Linked DNA regions of Zea mays: regions 1 and 3 are each linked to region 2. Evidence: chromatin contacts called from public Hi-C data. All regions are on one chromosome and are shown on one strand. The core of a region is the stretch at or near the end of the contact, and the rest is flanking DNA. Distances in the headings are between cores, read along the strand shown.

The links. Hi-C and Micro-C count contacts between places; a contact is called where the count stands out from the background.
Region 1: a contact with region 2 is called in a Hi-C map of endosperm, with 4 times the contacts expected there. The contact joins the promoter of LOC100383419 here to the promoter of LOC100273417 in region 2. A contact is called at or near these places in 4 of 25 Hi-C or Micro-C datasets (ear, endosperm, leaf and 1 more).
Region 3: a Hi-C map of endosperm shows a contact between it and region 2, with 2.1 times the contacts expected there. The contact joins the promoter of LOC100279449 here to the promoter of LOC100273417 in region 2. A contact is called at or near these places in 2 of 25 Hi-C or Micro-C datasets (bundle sheath and endosperm).

What each region holds. Positions count from the first base shown.
Region 1 is chr8:151,548,655-151,551,406 of Zm-B73-REFERENCE-NAM-5.0, reverse strand. It overlaps LOC100383419, which reads right to left and starts at 1,292. Exons shown (of 23, transcript NM_001361635.1): 1 at 1-1,292. The coding sequence starts at 436.
Region 2 is chr8:152,116,127-152,118,949 of Zm-B73-REFERENCE-NAM-5.0, reverse strand. LOC100273417 (V-type proton ATPase subunit E3) reads right to left here and starts at 1,438. Exons shown (of 6, transcript NM_001147854.1): 1 at 1,234-1,438. The coding sequence starts at 1,335.
Region 3 is chr8:152,976,354-152,979,053 of Zm-B73-REFERENCE-NAM-5.0, reverse strand. It overlaps LOC100279449, which reads left to right and starts at 1,437. Exons shown (of 3, transcript NM_001354403.1): 1 at 1,437-2,153. The coding sequence starts at 1,651.

The sequences.
Region 1 (2,752 bases), core at 43-2,542, 570 kb after region 2:
CGCTGCTGTCAAAATTTGCACCTTTCTTGTGCAGCAGCTCGTTTCTGCGCGCCAAGTGCTCTGTCTTGACAGGAGGCGGCGGCCTGGCCGGCTTCTCCTTCTTCCAGGGGTCGGTAAGTACCGAGTCATTGAACCTAGAGGGCAGCACCAGGGTGCGGCCCCGCGACGAGCGCACCACCGGCGGCCTCGCCGCGGGCGGCGGTTGCGCGGCCTCTGGCGGTGCCTCGGGCGCCTCGCTCCACCGGAGCCCGAAGGCAGCGTACGGGATGCTGGAGGCTGGGACGTCGCCGAGCAGGTCGACGGGGAAGAACTCGTCGCCCCTCCGCCTCTTCCTCGGGCGGGGGCCGCCTCCCCCCTCGTCCTCGCCTCCGCTGTCCGCGGCATTGCAGCGCCGCGGCGCAAGGATCTCCGACCGCTGACTCCGCTTGAAGATCATCCGGAACCGAGGAACCGGCCGCTAGATCGCCCCGGCGAGTCAGGGCGCCGGAGCACCTTGGCAAACCCTAAGCCTGCGTGCCTGCCTGCCTCGCGAATTCGGTCAGTCGGGGAGCTCCTCTCCCCTCCCGAGACCTCGCGGAGGCAGCGGGAACGGCCTCGGATGGAGCTGGCCAGATGTTGGCGAAGATAAATCGGCCTTGGATTTTGGGGATTTTTTTTTCCTATCTCTCTCTCTCTCTTTCTCTCTCGTCTCCTGTGCTTGTTCTTGGTGTGCTCTCATGGGCTTCCAAGCACAGGGGGGATAGACAAGGGAACGCGCCCGGGTGGCCAGGGAGGTGCGTTTTTTTTTTCCTCCCGAAGTTTCCTCGTGCGATTTGGGATCGGATAGGGGGGTGGGTCGTGACATGGAAGTCGTCGTCGTCGTCTCCGCCGTGAGAGCAGAGCTGGTGCTCGTGCGGTTGCCCTCTCGATTCTATCTGTGGTCGCTGATGGTGGCCGGCCGCGGTGGTGTGTGCATCCATGGAGATGGAGCAGGAGTGATGGCTGGCTGGCTGGCACGAGTCTGGGCGCTGCATTTTGGTAGCCTCGTGGTCGGATGGCGATCTGCGCTGGCAGTTCTCTTTCCGAAATTTGTGTGTGTGTGTGTGTTTGGTGGGAGGTGTCGTTCAATGTGTGTATGATTTGAGCAGTGGATTTAGGTTTCGAAGCGATTGGAACGAGCTGTTGCTTGAGAAATTCGGCTTTTGAGAGCGGTCTGGGCTGGCTTAGGATCGTGGTGATTTGGGCATGGTCTTGGAGGAGAGAGAGACGGATATGAACAAGTTTTGGAGCGGCAGCGTACCACTTTCCGTCGACCGTGTGGGATGATGGGTGATGTCACGAGGAGCGTCGGCAGGTAGGCGGAGTCTGATTATTACATGCCCGATGCAAGCGAAGATAGATTTTTTTCTCGATTTCCGATAGAATTTTCGGTTTTTATTTCCCTCCCTTTGTTTCGTGTTCTGTTCTTTCATCGTTCCACGGGCTCGATCGATCTCCTTGGCTGAAGATGAAGAGGGGGGGTGGAAAAAGCCGAGCTCGGATTTCTCGGTGTGTTCCTGTCGATCTGTGTTCTCCATGTGTGAAGAAAAAATTTAAAAAAAAAATCGTGCACGGACAAATTAAAGGTCTGCAAGCTGTACGTAGATCCATTGATGCAGCAGCCTCGCATCTGAAGCCTGCGTGCGAGTCCGAGCAAGACGAAGGTCTGAAGTCTGATTAATGGAGTTGTGTTCTGTTTTTTTTTAATTTGTTCTTCTCGGGTCCCTTTCTCTCAGTCATTTCCTTTGGGCAACGGTGGTGGCCGTGCGCTCGAATCCACCGGCGCGTCGTGAGCCGGACACGGGGAAGACGGCGGTGATTGCCTCTCCCGGTCCCGGCGTCCCCGCGCGCCGTCTCGTTCTCGTCCGATTCGTGTTAAGCACGGCCACGGGGCACTGCTCGCCGGAATCATGTGACGGCTTCAAGATGGGAGGTGGCGCTGCCGTGGCGTGCTGGGACAGTGGGACCCGACCAAAAGCGCCAGTACCACGGGGCTCGGTTCAGTGCTCCACTGCACGGCGGTGGCCGGTGGGGTTTCGACGGTGATTTGTGGATTTGGTGGGCGGCGCCGGCGACTCGTGCGAGGGGAGAGGGAGACGTGCCGTGCGCGCGCATGGACCGCGGAGGGGGCGCGGCCTCTGCTCGTGTGCGGCACCGGGCAGCGGGCACGGCACACCAGATGCGCGCGGGGGAGCGGCTCCGGCTCGGTTGATTGGTTGGTTCCAGTCCAGCGCGTGCGGCCTGTCCCTTCCACCCCTCCTCCGGCCAGACTCGACGTAGCTGTTCTTTCGATGATGGATTTGCTGAACCAGCAGCGAGCGAGCGAGCCGCAGTGGGGATCCGTCGCGGCTCCAGTTTGGTAGCTCGCGTCGCACTTTGGTTTCGAACTTTCTGGAAGCGCGATTTTGCCGTCGGTTTAACGCGCTTCGTTTTGCTCATCGTCATCGGGTCGGCCTCGGCCGCATAAAAGTAGGCTCGTATCGTCCGGCGCCCGGCGGAGACATTCCGTGCGCGCGTCGAGTTGCGGAGTCTGATTTCAGGCTGCAGTGCAGCCACATGACCGCATGTGTTTTCCCCCCGGCGACAAGGACGTCGCGGAAGTCGACGCGGCCTGCGACGGCGAGCTGGACCGCCGCGACGTGGGCAAGATATGGAACACGGGTGAAGCACTCTCGTGCCTGCTTGATGTCCCGTGCCTCCGCCTCCCGTCCCTGCTTCTGGTGTCCAAGCACTC
Region 2 (2,823 bases), core at 189-2,688:
TGGAAGCATTTTTTAAAAGATAGGTCTAGCAATGTGTTTTTCACACAAGTAAATAGGTAATCTTTATAGTTTATACATATTATTAGTCAAGATTTTGAATGTTTGGCAGGTGTATTCTACCAATGGAGGTTGAACATAATGGTCCATCATATTCTACTACACTGTAGCAGAATCAGTATATTAATCATACACGCATGTGATCTCATACATTGAATTTAATTGGTACACTGTGTTCATAAGTTGGCAGCAAAGACAAAAAGGAAAATACATGAATATGCATGATTGTAGAAGCCCTCCAACAAGTAAATTTGTCGTCCAGTGTCTAGCACACTAGCAATTCATCAAGCAACCAACCAAAATTGGTATCGATCAGATCGCATCTTCCAGTACAGTTACTTCAATGTCTACACTACAACGAGAAAATAGAAGACACCTTAAAAAGTGATACATGGTTAATGGCTTAGGTAATTAGGTACCGGACATACAGAAGTTGTGATTAGTTGTTTGAACTTTTGATATCAGGGGTTACACTCTTATTTTCAGAAAGCTATTTGAACTTTTGAAGCATAACTCCTAGAACCAAGCCAGAAGACAAATTGGGCATCCAAGCATGAGACGTTCCCTTTGAAGGGAATGACATAGAATTAATCAAGAGGAGAAATGGAGTGATTCAGCTTAAGATCATTTAGCTTCTAGATGAAGGATGAGAATCACGTCTTAGGAGTTCCCAATTCAGCTTAAGCTCCAATTTTGTTTCCAGAACATTCAGGAAGCATGTGAACCATTTGTGAGCTCCGAAAACATACCTCGTCTGACTACAGTTATACAGGAGCCCTAGAATTATGCCAGTCGGTAGAGAATGGCGTGAATACCAACTCAAAAGCGTGGAGGGTTGGAGGCACAAAACCTCCGCGATCTAGAACTCTCTACAATGTTCACCACCCACCATGAGCGTAACAAGCCCAAAGCCCTAGAGCCGCTAACCCAACTCCAAACTCTCCTCGATCTGCCTCGGAACTGGGGGCCTTTGTCGCTTGGGACTACGGATCTCGTACACAATAAGCGAAGCACCAAGCGTTAAAACAATCGAGCAGCTAAAGCCGGCTCTCCCAGATGCTTCGGGATCATGGAGCGCGTCAGCCAGATCGGGCAGCTGAGAGTACAGAGACAAGCATCTAGAAGCTTCTGGAAGCTTCTAGGAGGGTGAGGAAGCGGCAGGCAGGGTAAACTGACCTCCTCGGCGGAGACGGAGATCTCGTTGGCCTTCTCGTCGGCCTCCTGGCGGATGAACCGCACCATCTGCTGGATCTGCTTGGATACATCGGCGTCATTCATCTTGACGGCGGCGGATCCGACAGGCCCTCCGGCTGCTCTGCTCGCTCCGGCACCGCCGCGCTGGGGGTATGGAAGTTGCTGAGGAGGCAATCGGGAGTCCACGGGATCGAGACTGGTCGAGGTGGAGGTCGTGGGGCTAGTCTAGGCGTCTAGCCGCGCGGGGGCAACGTGATCGGGTTGGTTGCCGCTGCCTGTCTGTATGTGATACCATTATTTCGTGAACCCGGTCCATGGTTCCGTGATCTTTATCATTGCTTCCGGTCATTGTCTGACCAGTTTTTTACATCAGAGTATCTCCAACAATATCTCAAGCTAATGTCTTAAATTAAAATATAGAGTTTTACACTGAAAAAATAACTACAACAGTGCCTCATTTCATAAAATTTGATCAAAAAACTATAAGATACATTCTCAAGTGCCTCAAATACACTATAGTGGGCTGTCATATAATCTATATTTGAGGCTTTACTGTTAGAGCGGTGTGTTTTGTTGATGCCCTAAATTATATAAATTATACTCATTTTTAAATTATAGAGTTTTTTTATAGGTCGTTGTTGTAGATGCTCTTAGGGTATCTCCAAGAAATCACCTAAACCAACCCAAAAACGTTTTAAGGAAAAAACACATTTTGAGCCCTCCAACCATTCCCTCTTCTCCCCATATTTATATTTATAGATGGCCAAATGGGTCGTGTTTAACGGACCGGCCCAAAGCACAACTCATTTAATAGTTCCAGACCGGGCCCGGCACGCCATTGCATCGGCCCGCAGTGCCAGTCCGGTCCGACACGATTATATTTTTTATTTTATAAAACATAGTATATATATTTAGATTTTATAATTGCTATTTTTACAACAAATGCACTAGATGTAAGTTTTACATGTTAGTCTCCTTCATGTAGCGTTTTCAGCCTTGTAGAGAGGTCGTGGGTTTAAAACCTCACTTGTGTATAGTTTTTTTTACTATTTTTCCTGATTTAACAACACAACATGAACAAGTTAACGGATCGGCCCAGCATAGCTACTAGGCCGGTATGCCGTGATTGGACCGTAGCTGCGACACGCGGGCCGATCGGGCATGGCCTGATTATCCGTCGGGCCGGCCCGTGCCGTGCGGAACCGGGCCGACCGTTTGTGCAACAACTATACCCATTTTTTTTGCTTCCCTCATCCATTTCCTGCCCTCCCGCAAATTTGAGCGTCACAGATCCTCCCCAATCGCCCCTACTCGCCTTCGCTTTTTACACGGCCTGCCGCGCCGCCGGCTCCTCCGCAAAGTAGTCCTCGACGTTGCCTCCTCTAGCCCCGCGGTCGTCTTGCAACCCCTGGGGTCCTGGCCGTGCAAATGAGCACGCTGACCTGGCCATGGTCGATCCACATGGGGACAAATGAGCACGCTGACCGGCCGGCGAGGCACAGGAAGAAATAAATACGTGTTCTTATTGCTTGTACTGTTAGCTTTCTACCGCATGTAGTTTACATGTTCGAC
Region 3 (2,700 bases), core at 188-2,687, 860 kb before region 2:
AAAGGGAGGGGGGAAACACCAGATGGGGGCAGCTCAGATTCATCAGATATGCGTCTGGCACACTTTTTTGTCATGATTGTTCGTGTTGGAAATAAAAGTCGGTCGCAGAAAGAATTTGGGGGGGGGGGGGGGGGGGGGGGTAGAGGAATGCAAGCAGCCCCTAGGTCCCCTGCCTCTGCCTGCCACCGCGACCCCTTTTCGATGATTGGAAATCTGCTGCTGCTCCTGCTGTAGCAGTGCCCCCAGCCCTTGCAGAAACGAGAAACGGTGGCCTTTCCCGATGCCCCCCCCCCCCCCTCCCGGCTCCCGCGACGTGCAGGTGCAGCGCGACGCAGCGTCTCCGTCCCCGGATTTGAAACGCGGCGGGCCCCGCCGGCCAGACGGCCTTGACCGGATACTGCGATGCGACCGCGGCCGGCCCGCCCCGGTCCTCGCACATGTTTTTTTTCTCTCTCGCGGTCGCGTACTCGCGTGTCGCCCTTCTCGGGCACGGGGCCTCCCAGTTCCAGGCACCGACCGGCACATCCGACCGCCACCGGCAGCCGTCGGCTCGCGATCGGACGGGGGCCGGCGTCACGCTGGCGTCAGGGGAAAGGAAAGGTGGGCCCCTCCGGCTGCCAGCGGGCCATTGCGCGGGGCGGGTAGGCCCGGTCAATAGGGGCGACCGCAACGTGTCTGTCGGGTGGGAAACGTCTGACCTCGGCGCGGCGGTTTGACCCGGGGGTGACTGGCTGTGTGGCTGCCACCGGTAGGGCGCCGCTGACTCACCCTGCCCCCGTGACCGTAGACCATTCCTCCTCCTCCCGCCGCGCCATTCCTGTTGCTTCTCCTGCTAATCCTGCATTATTATTAATAGCCCTGCTGCTCACTGGTCTGGTCTATAGCACTCTAGGCTACTAGAGAGAGTAGAGAAGAGAGGGTGAAGTCTAACCCACTGATAATTGCTGTATCTTGCGATGGAAACAAGCGCATAACTCCAGGGGGGAGGTGAAATAGAGACCCGGAAATGGACATGTCGTTTGGGTCTAATCAATTAGTACTAGTAGTAGTTTCTGTCACAAAAGCTGGATCAATCAGGGGGTGTTTGGTTACACCCCGCTAAAATTTAGCCCCTGTCCCATCAAATGTTTGAACCTCCATTCCGGATATTAAATGTAGTCGGATTATAAAACTAATTTGTCAGCCGAAGATTAAAAGACGAGACGAATCTAGTCCAGTTGGTTGGGTCTATATTTCATACTCCTATTTAAAAGTCAAACACTTGATGTGACCCGGGCTAAATTTTAGCAGGAGCTCAATTAATAAAAGGCCAACACCAAAGCAGCTGGTGAGAGAGATGAAAGAACACCCCTCCTCCTCCTCCAAAAAAATAAAAAAAATTCCATCCGTCAGTATATATGTAGTATGTGCATCATCTTCCTACACATCCAGACTATTTCGCGCGCGCACACCACGTACACATAGCACCCCCCATCCCTTTCGTTCCCTACCAGCACTACGCTACGCCCCCCACTGCCATATAGCCGTATACGACGCTCGCTTGCCTGGCCGTCTTGATCTCTCACTTCCTCGCCCCCGATAAGTGAGCAAGCGGCAAGAACCAGCAGGCAACCACACAGTCGCAGCAGCAGCAGCAGCGGCGGCGCGCCCATGTCGTCGGGAGACTTCCACTACCACGACGAGCTGGCGGCGCTGTTCGCGCAGCGGCCGGCGCCGGCGGGAGAGATGACGATGGCGCTGCAGCAACAGGCGCCGGCGGCGTCGTGGTTCGCGGACTACCTGCACGCGGGCGCCCCCGGCATGGGGATGGACATGGACTACGACCTGCTGTGCCGCGCGCTGGACCTGCCGGTGCCGGGGGACGAGGACGGCGTCGTCAAGCGCGAGCTGCTGCTGGTGGCGGACACGGGCGGGGGAGGCGGAGGCTTCGCGGCGCCGCTCACGCCCAACACGACGTCGTCCATGTCCTCCTCGTCCAGCGAGGCGGCGGGCGCCGCCGCCGGAGGAGGAGGCGGTGGGAGCTTTGGCGCTGCGGAGGAGGAATCGCAGTCGCTGGGGAGGTGCAAGAAGGAGGACGACGGGGATGGGGAGGAGAGCAAGGACAAGGAGGCGATGAAGGGGGAGGAGGACGACGCGGACACGGGCAAGAAAGGGTGAGTATAGCATGTCCTAGCTGGAATTCTTCTTGAGATTACTGTCTACTAGTCTACTGCTACCTACGGCGACCAAATCCTGCGGTATTTCCTTCCCCCTTTTTTTTCTTCAACTTCTTGATAGATCTTTCCGCTAACCATCAGTTTCCAAGAGACTACCGGGTGTTTTTGGGTGATCCAGAGTACGTCTCAAGATTAGGGGGCGTCGATCGTCAGTTTCTGTGCCTTGGATTCTGCTTCCTATTCCCTTTCCCTTATGGCCCAATCAGCCATTCATTCCTCTTCTGTTCCTTGTTCCTTCCTTCTCCTCTTTGTTCTCCTCTTTCTTTTTTTAATGAGGTACAGCCGCGGCAAGGCGAAGGTGTGAACTTGGGCTAGGGTTTCACACTCGCATGCCACAAGAAAACAAACACGGGGAAAAGTCGGTCATTGGTATTGTATAGCTACTATATATATATAATCTGCTAGTTGCGTCCTCCTCTTCTCTTCCTCTTTTGCTTTATGGATTTCATGCTAGCTCAGCTACGCCTGCCTAGGCTGAGCATGC